Linked DNA regions of Mus musculus: region 1 is linked to region 2. The links are chromatin contacts, called in public Hi-C maps. All regions are on one chromosome and are shown on one strand. The core of a region is the stretch at or near the end of the contact, and the rest is flanking DNA. Distances in the headings are between cores, read along the strand shown. Region 1 overlaps Ago3 (argonaute RISC catalytic subunit 3). Region 2 holds the start of Adprhl2 (ADP-ribosylhydrolase like 2).

The links. A called contact is a pair of places that touch in the nucleus more often than the background predicts.
Region 1: a contact with region 2 is called in a Hi-C map of rod photoreceptor, with 1.8 times the contacts expected there. The contact joins the enhancer-like site here to the promoter of Adprhl2 in region 2. A contact is called at or near these places in 5 of 39 promoter capture datasets (the HPC-7 cell line, HPC-7-derived erythroid cells, embryonic stem cells and 1 more), 3 of 484 Hi-C or Micro-C datasets (embryonic stem cells and rod photoreceptor), 4 of 115 datasets of contacts at active chromatin or transcription factors (the SCID.adh cell line, bone marrow-derived macrophages and embryonic stem cells) and 3 of 9 other capture datasets (adipose tissue, liver and pancreatic islet).

The regions. Positions count from the first base shown.
Region 1 is chr4:126,382,009-126,387,867 of GRCm38.p6, reverse strand. The region is part of intron 5 of Ago3 (argonaute RISC catalytic subunit 3); the gene reads left to right. Among named protein-coding and RNA genes, the nearest start is that of Ago3, 45 kb to the left of the region's middle. Within about 2 kb of position 3,232, at least 1 of the 459 cell types and tissues checked has an H3K27ac peak or open chromatin away from gene starts, as enhancers often do. A contact at or near this core is called in rod photoreceptor, where this site is marked.
Region 2 is chr4:126,318,175-126,323,620 of GRCm38.p6, reverse strand. It overlaps Adprhl2 (ADP-ribosylhydrolase like 2), which reads left to right and starts at 1,918. Exons shown (of 6, transcript NM_133883.2): 1 at 1,918-2,179; 2 at 5,126-5,222; 3 at 5,430-5,446. The coding sequence starts at 1,951. Tekt2 (tektin 2) reads left to right here. Exons shown (of 11, transcript NM_001357262.1): 7 at 150-264; 8 at 394-501; 9 at 658-801; 10 at 970-1,049; 11 at 1,202-1,500. The coding sequence ends at 1,415.

The DNA of each region.
Region 1 (5,859 bases), core at 1,983-4,482, 63 kb before region 2:
CCTAGGACGTGGAAGGAGGAGCAGAAGTTCAAGGCCATCCTCAGCTAAGTTCCAGAGCAGCCTGGGCTAGCTGTGGGGCTAGGGGAGGATTAAGTCTTGCCTGAGTATTGGATGTTGTAGGACATAGAACAGAGCATCAGATTTGATCATTATTTTGACTTTATAATCACCAATGCTGAGAATGCTTGGTATAAATATATAATATGAAATAACTGAAGTATTTTTAGGAGTTATTTTGGAAATTCCATCCAAATCCCAAACCAAATTATTTTAACGATTTTTTTTTTTCATTAAACTCAAGCCAGCAGTTTAAATAGCATTCTTTGTTTGGTTTTTGAGACAGGGTCTCTCCATTAGCCTTTACTCACTAAGTAGAGCAGGCTGGCTATGATGAACTCATAAAGATCTGCCCACCTTTGCCTCTCTAGTGCTGGGATTAAAGGCCACTCAACCACCAACTTTAAAACTCAAACATTCTACTGTAATGAAACTGCAAGTCACATTGTGCTTAGAAGCAAGGCTGCAGCACAGGCAAGCGCTTCGGGAAACAGCTCAGCCTTCAGTCATTCAGGCAGAAGCCTTTTACTCCTCCCAATTTTTTCACAGCTTCCACAATCAGTCCTGACTCTGTTTACTGTGATGGAAGTCAGGCTTTCCCAGGCAGTCTGTCCTTGCATTAGGAGACTGGCTCAGTGTATCGTAATCAGCACAGCTTTCAGATTGGTTTCTTACTAGTTTCTGGTTGACTCTGGTTGAATGCGCCTTTCCTGTTTGGCTTACAGTGGTCCTTTTGAGATCACGCTTTTAATTTTTGTCTTGGATATTCTTTGTCAAGCATCAATAGACAACATCAACAACAAAACGCTAACGTCGGTGTTCTAGCACTTGTTTGTCTTTTTAATCTCAGTTTTGAGCTACTTTCTAGAAGTTTTCTACCTTTTGTTTGCTTTTTTTTTTTGGTTTTTCGAGACAGGGTTTCTCTGTATAGCCCTGGCTGTCCTGGAACTCACTTTGTCGACCAGGCTGGCCTCGAACTCAGAAATCCACCTGCCTCTGCCTCCCGAGTGCTGGGATTAAAGGCATGTGCCACTTTTGTTCGCTTTTTAATATCTATTTTATTAACAGCTCTTTTTTGCTTCCTGGATATCTTTTTTTTTAATAAGAAAACCTTTTTAAAAAATTTTTTAAAGATTTATTTATTATTTATTATATGTAAGTACACTGTAGCTGTCTTCAGACACTCCAGAAGAGGGAGTCAGATCTAGTTACGGATGGTTGTGAGCCACCATGTGGTTGCTGGGATTTGAACTCGGGACCTTCGGAAGAGCAGTCGGGTGCTCTTACCTGCTGAGCCATCTCACCAGCCCTATTCCTGGATATTTTTTTTAATATCTTTTTTTATTACGTATTTTCCTCAATTACATTTCCAATGCTATCCCAAAAGTCCCCCACACCCTCTCCCCCCCACTTCCCTACCTACCCATTCCCATTTTTTGGCCCTGGCGTTCCCCTGTACTGGGGCATATAAAGTTTGCCTGTCCAATGGGCCTCTCTTTCCAGTGATGGCCTACTAGGCCATCTTTTGATACATATGCAGCTAGAGTCAAGAACTCCAGGGTACTGGTTAGTTCATAACATTGTTGCACCTACAGGGTTGCAGTTCTCTTTAGCTCCTTGGATACTTTCTCTAGCTTCTCCATTGGGGGCCCTGTGATCCATCCAATAGTTGGCTATGAGCATCCACTTCTGTGTTTGCTAGGCCCCGGCCTAGTCTCACAAGAGACAGCTATATCATGGTCCTTGCAACAAATGCTTGCTAGTGCATGCAATGGTGTCATCGTTTGGAGGCTAATTATGGGATGGATCCCTGGATATGGCAGTCTCTAGATGGTCCATCCTTTTGTCTCAGCTCCAAACTTTGTCTCTGTAACTCCCTCCATGGGTGATTGTTTCCAATTCTAAGAAGGGGCAAAGTGTCCACACTTTGGTCTTCGTTCTTCTTCAGTTTCATGTGTTTTGCAAATTGTACCTTATATCTCGCTATACTAAGTTTCTGGGCTAATATCCACTTATCAGTGAGTACATATCATTTGAGTTCTTTTGTGATTGTGTTACCTCACTCAGGATGATGCCCTCCAGGTCCAACCATTTGTCTAGGAATTTCATAAACTCATTCTTTTTAATAGCTGAGTAGTACTCCATTGTGTAAATGCACCACATGTTCTGTATCCATTCCTCTGTTGAGGGGTTTCTGGTTTCTTTCCAGCTTCTGGCTATTATAAATAAGGCTGCTATGAACATAGTGGAGCATGTGTCCTTCTTACCGGTTGGGACATCTTCTGGATATATGCCCAGGAGAGAGGTATTGCGGGATCCTCTGGTAGTACTATGTCCAATTTTCTGAGGAACCGCCAGACTGATTTCCAGAGTGGTTGTACAAGCTTACAATCCCACCAACAATGGAGGAGCGTTCCTCTTTCTCCACATCCTCGCCACCATCTGCTGTCACCTGAATTTTTGATCTTAGCCATTCTGACTGGTGTGAGATGGAATCTCAGGGTTGTTTTGATTTGCATTTCTCTGACGATTAAGGATGTTGAACATTTTTTCAGGTGTTTCTCAGCCATTCGGTATTCCTCGGGTGAGAATTCTTTGTTTAGCTCTGAGCCCCATCTTTTAAGGGTGGATATCTTAAGATAGCATTCTATTATTATTCTGTTATGTCTAGGACCTCAGTGGGAGTGTCTAAACACACCAAATGCAAGTACTGTATACACAAAGGTGTCTAGTCAACCTGGACCTTCATGAAAGGGTGAAGTCATTCAGTCGTTGAAGTTGGGCTATTGTAATCCTTAGGTGTCCTTGTTCGGAGCAGGTAAGGTTAGCTAAGATTAGCCTTCTCATGCACCTGCCTAAAGGCTAAATCTGGCCATCTGTGTTCTGAAAGCCAAGTTAGAGATTTTAGCCAGAGGAATTTCTGTATCAGCATTTAGTGTTTGCACTCATTTTGATCCCTGTTGGTGGTACAATCTTGTGCCTTCAACTCCTGTGCCTTCAACTATGTCTGGCATCCTCCTTCCAGGGAGCTTTTTATTTTGTTTTACCTTTTTCAGAGAATGAACTGCCAAACTTTTATAAGAACACAAGGGCAGCAATGTAGACCCCACCAGGGCCCCTAGGACTCGGTCTGTTTCTCGGACTGCTTCTCTCTCACTCTCACACACTCTCTCTCTCTCTCTCTCTCTCTCTCTCTCTCTCCCCATCTCACTAGTCCCCCTTTTTAAATCACTGCCATGTACCTATCAGAGTGACTAATCTTGTCTAACAATATTTAATAGTTGTGAATAGTACCCAACATGACTTTGGTTTTTAATTTTTTAAAATTGTTTTATTTATTTACATTCCAAATGTTGCTCTCCTTTTCAGTCCCCCCTCCAAGAGTTCTTCACCCATCCCCTATCCCCTTTGCCTCTGAGAGGGTGCTCCCCTACCCACCCCATCCCACCCTCACCCCCACCTCCCCTCCCCATAGCCCCCTTCCCTGGGGCATCATAATTACATTTATTTATTGTGTGGTGAGGACGTGTGCCAGGGTGCATGTGTGGAAGTCGGAAGACAACTTGTGGAAGTCAGTTCTTCTACCATGTAGGCTCCTGGGATGGAACTTGTAAGGTCAGGGTTGGCAGCAAGTCATTGCCTGCTAAACCTTCTCACTGGCCCCACCACAGAGACTCATGCATTGCTTGTGAAAGGTCAGAAACTGAAATAACTGTGAAAGAACTGTTATAAGAAAGGAATGTACATCCCTCATGAGCCAGCAGTTTCATAGATAGAAGTGTTCAAATACAGGTGTGTGTGTGTGTGTGTGTGTGTGTGTGTGTGTGTGTGTGTGTGTGTGAAGGCGGGGGGAGAGGGAGAGGAGAAAGAGACCATTGATAGCATTTTTAGTATCCAAGGAAAAGTACCAAGACAATTAGAATAGTTGTGTACTTCTCAAAAAAAATCATGTATTAGTAAAAATGAAGAATTTAATTATATTTAATTGATATGATAAAATCTGGAAAAAATCATATAGTTTATGTTTTCAGTTACATAATTTCAAGAACTGGGAACTCTAACTTAGAATTAGTGGTGTGCATTTATATTGTACATCCATAAAGAAGGTGCCAGTACAGCAGTAAGAATTTTGGTTTTCTTAGAGCACTGTTAGGCTTGGGAGAGATTTAGAGAAAGAACCTTCTTGGGTACTAGCAAGATCATTGTTTTAGATTTTTTATGTGTTTGAGTGTTTTTCTGTATTTATATGTGTGTACCACATGCATACCTGGTGCTTCTGGAGACCAGAAGGTGTTGGATCCCTGGAACTGTAGTTTCAGATGGTTGTAAACTGCTGTATGGGTGCTGGGAATCAAACACGGTTCTCTGGAAAAGTAGCCAGTGCTTGTAATTACTGAGCCATTCTCCAGCCGCCAAGAGTTAGTTTTTAAGTGGCACTGTTGGGGTAAGTAATAGTCGTAGCATGTAACCTTTCCAGACACCTCCCACCAGTAACTGCCCAGCATTCAGTTATAGTTGTGAAAAGTTTCTTTGCCAAGATCCATCATATATTGCCATATTTTTTGACTATTAATTTTGATCTAGTCTTTCTTGGTACATGTCCTAATTATTTTAAATGTTGCAAATACTTAAATCTCTTTTTTTGCATCTGTAATTTTCTATTGTATCAGTTTATTTCATGTATATACTTATATTTTATTTTGCAGTACTAGGGAATCAAATCCAGGGATCTGATACTAGGCAAGTCCTCTAACCATCAAGCAATACCCCCAACCTTCCTGTGTCCTCATACAGTTTCAGTTTGGACACAGTGAAAATCCTAACTTCATATATATTAACAAGATTTCATATAGTCTTTTCAAAGAATTATTGTACATTGATAGTATAACTCATTGATCTTGCAATAGATGAATGAGAAAATGGCAGTAGAAAATTACTCGGAAGTGAAAATAGGTGCTCTGAGTTGCTCCCATGTTTGAGGCACAAGTGGATACTTTGCATTGGTAATTTCCAGTGCTCTGAGAGGTAGCTTATCTTTATTCTTAGTATGTGTTTGTGTCTGTGTATACACACAGTATGTACATACACCATAATTTGTTGTTAAGTGTCCACAGAGACCAGAAACCGGCGTCAGATCCTTTAGTGCTGGAGTTATGCCTGGATGTGAGTTCTGGGTACCAAACTCAGCCTCTGGAATAGCTGTAAACACTCTTAAAACTATTGAGTCATCTTTCCTACTCCAGAAATTTTTTGTTTGTTTTTTTGGTTTTTTTAACAGATAAATAATTAGAAGCTCAGAGGACTGGAAATGAAGGTTAGTGGTATAACACTTAGCATGCATGAGGCCATAGGTTCAGTTCTAAGTTCAGTTCTAAGAACCATAATAAATAAATATATTAATAGCACTGAGAAAAGTCACAGCTAGTGAGGACTGGGCTAAAAGTAAGCTCCAGTGAGTCTATTTGATTTCCAACTTTTTTTTATTCTCTTTATGTTGTTTCTCAGTGTCAGAATGATTTTTTGTTCTTTTTATTTATTCTTCTCTCATACAATACATCCCAACTGCAGCCTCCCCTCAACACTTCCCGTGTTCCCCACCTTCCCCTCCCTCAGATCCACTGCGTCTTCATTTCACAGAATGATTTATATGGAATTGAGCTTTTTAAAAAAAGATTTATTTATTTTATATATATGAGTATACTGTCAATGTCTTCAGACACACCAGAAGAGGGCATCAGATCCCATTATGGATGGCTGTGAGCCACCATGTGGTTGCTGGGAATTGAACTCAGGACCTCTGGA
Region 2 (5,446 bases), core at 669-3,168:
TCAGTCCTTTCTGTGTGCCTTGTGTGTCCCTGTGACCTCCATTGTTTCCTTGTGTGTCCCTAGGACCCCATTGTTTCCTTGTGTGTCCCTGTGACCCCATCGTTTCCTTGTGTGCCCCAGTGACCCCCATTGTTTGCTTGCCTCCACAGCTCCACCACACTGCAGCAGTGGGATGAATTTACTCGATTCAACAAGAACCGGGCAGAGGCCGAAATGAAAGCGTCCATAGAGTTGAGGGAAGCCATTGCCCTAGCTATTGCTCAGGTGACTAAGCCCAACTCACCTCTGTCTTTCTTTCCACACTGACCACATGTTAGCCCTTCCCTGACTTCAAACAGCAATCTCACAAGGCCATGACACCCTCTTCTGGCCTGGCTCACCCTCCTCATGCAGACCAACAATGAACTGGACGCTCAGAGGGTTGCAACAGAATTCACCTTCAGGAAGCGGCTTCGGGAAATGGAGAGTTTTTACAGTGAGCTCAAGTGGCAAGAGAAAAATGTGAGTGTCACCACCACCCCCTTACCCTCCCCCAACCCCACCACCCTGCCTTTCCCACCATGCTGTGAGGCAGGGCATAAGGAACCCTGCCCTGAAGCTTCAGTTGGGAGCCCTAGTGTGAGTCTTGCCGGTGGAGAACAGTAATGTCTGCCACAGACCTTAGAAGAGATAGCCGAGCTGCAGGGAGACATTCGGCGCCTGGAGGAGGACCTGCGTAGAAAGATGATGAACTTGAAGCTTGCACATACCCGGCTGGAGTCCAGAACCTACCGGTCCAATGTGGAGCTCTGCCGGGACCAGGTACAAGGGGCCCCGGTGGGGACCACCCCTGTCTGCTAAGGAGACCTCAGTATTACCCCTCTTCGCACGTTTCTTGTGGAACAAGCATTCTGGTCCAAGGCAGTTATGCGACCAGCTGAAGGGTCTTGCGGCTGAACTGAAAACCCCATCCTGCCCCTCTGTCTTCAGACACAGTATGGCCTCATTGATGAAGTCCACCAGTTAGAGGCAACCATCAATACCATGAAGCAGAAGCTGGCCCAAACACAGTAGGTTTAGAGAGTGGGCAGGAATAGTGGGGGGCACTGCTCAACCATGGGGCCGTAGTGCCTGCTGGTCTCTCTGGGCTTTATGCTGGTGAGATGTCCTGGCCCCTGCAGCCTGATGTAGGGCTCTGAGCTCCCGATGCTTTGCGTTACAGGAACGCTTTGGATGCCCTGTTCAAGCACCTGGCCCGGATACAGGCTGATATCGCGTGCAAGACCAACACCCTGCTCTTGGACACCAAGTGTATGGACACCCGACGCAAGCTGACGGTGCCGGCTGAGAAATTTGTGCCCCAGGTGGACACCTTCACGCGCACGACAAACCGCACACTGAGTCCACTCAAAATCTGCCAGCTGGAGCTAACCTAGGCTTTGGCGGCTGAGGGAAGACACAAGATTGGTGGGAGGGGGGAGTAGTGAGGGGACAGTAAAATAATAAAAATGGAGTTCTCAAGCCAGGCTCTTTTCTGCTACCCCATGAGAGTGGCTGACCGAGTGAGACAGTCCACTTGAGCGATGGAGTCGCCTAGACTTCATAGGGGTCGAGTCCAAAGCGACTCCAGAAGGAATACGGGTGTAAAGATACAGGTGATCGCCCGCGGGCAGCAGTGGCTTTGAGTGGGCAACATTCTTGTTCAGGTGCTTTTCAAAGGGTCCTCCGCGGGATTTTAGGGAGCTGTCGGCCGCATTTGTGGTGCCATTTACAAATGAGAAGGTAGGGAGCGCCAAAGCGAAGCGTGCGAGTACTTATGGGGCGCTGAGACTCCCAGCCGTTGAGTGGCGCTGTGGGGTAGGACGTAGGCTGAGACTCCGGGCCACAAGGGGGCGCTGTGGGGCCGCGGGGAAGAGACGACCAAAGAGGCGGCAGCATCGATGCCGGAAGTGGCGACTAGTCCGCGCGCGGATGGCGGTGGCTGCGGCGGCAGCAGCTACAGCGATGTCGGCGGCGGGGGGCGGCGGGGCAAGTGCGGCCCGCTCCATCTCGCGCTTCCGAGGTTGCCTGGCGGGCGCGCTGCTGGGAGATTGCGTGGGCGCTGTCTACGAGGCACACGATACCGTCAGCCTGGCATCAGTCCTGAGTCACGTCGAGAGCCTGGAGCCGGACCCGGGCACGCCGGGCAGCGCGCGGACAGGTGGGCGGGGCACCACCGATCGGGTCCCCACCCCTGGGCGAGGGGACCGAGACTCGGGGGCGCGCGCGCAGACTAGGCTGCCGAGGTGGAGGCTCCTGCGGCGAGCTCCCACGAAGTCACGAGGCTGAAGGCCCCTGGATCGAATCGGTTTGCTCCAGCTCTCCGTGGTTGTAGGTCTCCAGCCATGACCACATTCAGAGCGCAGGCCTCGCCTAAAACCTTGGCTAGAGCCAGTTCCCGCGTGGCCAGTTCCGTCGTGACCAGCTTTCTCAAACTGCTGGCCCGATGTGGGCGTCGGCGAGGGCTGTCCCTAGCCTGTTAAGACATGTCCCTTCCTTTCGCTTGCAAACGCAGCTTGTCCTCAGATTCCAGGTCAGATGTCAGTAGAAGACTTGGTTCTTCTTGAAGAGCATGTAACATAGTAGAAGGGGGCCGTCGTCAGAACCCCAGAGGACTCCACGAGTTAAGAGGCATTTAGAGGTAGGGGAAGGAGCGAGGAAGGACGGGGTGTGCCGAGAAGTAGGAAGGATGGTAACAAAACCAGAGGAAAGAATTTCAAGACTAGGACACTGGTGTGTTACAGAAAAGTCAGGGTAGTCTGGACCCAGAAAACCATGTCGAGTTGGTCGAGAACATGGAAAACGGGTGTTAAAGGAAGCAGAGATAAGACAAATTTTATTTCATTATGGTTTGGTAAGATGGAAAAAAAAAAGGTGTGTTTTAGGTTGAGTGGTAGTTGGGACCCTGTGGCTGCAGGAAACACATTTTAAGAGGGTCTGAGTGGAAAGAACTGACAGAGTCCAAAGGAAGTTCTGGCCTCCAGCAGTGCTAAGTCCAGGAGTTCAACTCCTAACTAGCTTGCTTGGTTCCTCTTGGCCTTGAGTTTCCCTTTGGGGGGAGCTCACTTTGGCAGTCTCCTTTTCCTACAGTATGGTCCCAGTAACACTGCAGAAGAGGTTCTCCTTGGGGCTGGAGAGATGGCTCTGCAGTTAAGAGCACTAACTGCTCTTCTAGAGGTCCTGAGTTCAAATCCCAGCAACCACATGGTGGCTCACAACCACCTGCAGTGGGATCTGATGCCCTTTTGGGGGTGTCTGAAGACAGCTACAGTGTACTTACATATAACAAATAAATAAATCTTTAAAAAAAGAGAGAGAGAACGAGAGAGATTCTCCTTTGCTCCAACTCTACGAACATTGCAACTTGAGTCTGGAGCCCAGTCCTACATAAGGGACTGGCAATAAGAGATGGATGCCTTCAAGTTGCCGTCTAACTAGGCAGGAGGTCAGTCCTCCAGCTAGGACTAAAGAAGAACGGCTCCCTCAGGAAGACCAGGGCACAGAGCAAAAGGAGGGAGGACACACAGTGCCCCCTCACTCACAGACATGTGCTGAGCATATAGAGAGAAGGGCAAAGAGCAACACCTGACCCCAGTGAGCGAGGGTGACCTTTACCTATGACCAGGCTGGCAAAGACTAGGAATGTGTTTACAGCTATGAACGTGGGACACAGGGGCCACCTGAGAAGAGGGGAAATGGAGTTTGAACAACAAGGAGGGAGTGGACTGGCTATCTGAAGGATCCGGGAGGCACTCATTAGACGAGTCCATTCTCTGTAACTGTCTTCTCTCAGTGAAGCAAAGGTCCTGTCCTAGCAGGTTAGTAGCCTCTTTGAGTGTGGCATGTTAGAAGTATCAGAGTAGGGCTGGGCGCACTCTTTTAATCCCAGCACTCGGGAGGCAGAGGCAGGTTCATTTCTGAGTTTGAGGCCAGCCTGGTCTACAGAGTGAGTTCCAGGTCAGCCAGGGCTACACAGAGAAACCCTGTCTTGAGGGGTTAAAAAAAAAAAAGTACCAGAATATGAATGTGGTGCCACACACATGTGACACCACCACCCCCACCCCCCAGCACTCCAGCACTTACAAGAAAGAGGTGGGAATATGTCAGCAAGTTTGAGGTCAGCCTGGTCTACACAGCCCTGGGCGAGATAGGACTACTGACAGTGAGACCCTCTCTGTCTCAGAAACAAAGGGGGCTGCAGAGATAATTCAGCAGTTAAGAGCATGAAGGCAGACATACCCATCCAAACACAAACTGAAAGGAGGAGGCGATTCCAGAATACCGGAAGCTAGGGGAGATGAAGATGAGGTGGGTGGGGGTAGGGAGCAGACCTAGCTGCAAGGGTTTGAGCCAAGTGCTAGGATTGATTGGTCCTGAGCCTGCAGGGGAGCCATGAGATGGAAGATGGGAAAGGATGGGAGCAAACTGGAAGAGACTTGTGTACAGATCGAATGAATTGAAAAGGAGGCAATGTCCTACTTAAGAATTTGTGGCAGCCAGGCAGTGGTGGCGCACGCCTTTAATCCCAGCACTTGGGAGGCAGAGGCAGACAGATTTCTGAGTTCGAGTTCCAGGACAGCCAGGGCTACACACAGAAACCCTGTCTCGGAAAAAAAAAGAATTTGTGGCAGTGCGTAAAGCCACACTGGAGGTGGAAAGCATATAGTCCAAGCAGGCTAAGATGCTGAGGAGGGAGGGAGGAAGGGAGTGGAAAGTTTCCCTTCAGAAATCAGGGCTGGAGAGATGGCTCTGAGGTTAAGAACACTGACTGCTCTTCCAAAGGTCCTGAGTTCAAATCCCAGCAACCACATGGTGGCTCACAACCATCCGTAATGAGATCTGATGCCCTCTTCTGATCTGTCTAAAGATAGCTACAGTGTATTACACTATAGTGTATACAGTATATACATGCCTGCCTTGTTAGAAACAGTTGCTGAAGTTCCAAGGCTGAGGTCTGAAGACTTCCTGGCTTTCAGGAGGAAGGGGTAAGAGGTCACAATGAGGTCATCGTAGAGGTCAGCTGCTGGACCACCAAGAGGAACAAGCATTCATTCCACCCACCGCAGCCCTGTGGGTGGCTCTCACCCCTCCACCTTCTTCCTTGCAGAGACACTGTACTACACAGATGACACTGCCATGACCAGGGCCCTGGTGCAGTCCCTGCTGGCCAAGGAGGCCTTCGACGAGGTGGACATGGCTCACAGGTGAGGAGCAGGACCTGTATGTACTCAGCACCCCTTCCTCAGCAGGACCCTTTCCTTGGCTCACATCTGCTCCCCAAGCCAAACATTTGACAACACTGTTGGTACAGGCTCCCTAGGCACCTAGCACCTTCCAACCCAGCCCAGCCTTTTCTTCTAGCCCCGAGAGGCACATTTGAAACTCTCATCTGCCTCCCTTCTCTTCACCAGGTTTGCCCAGGAATACA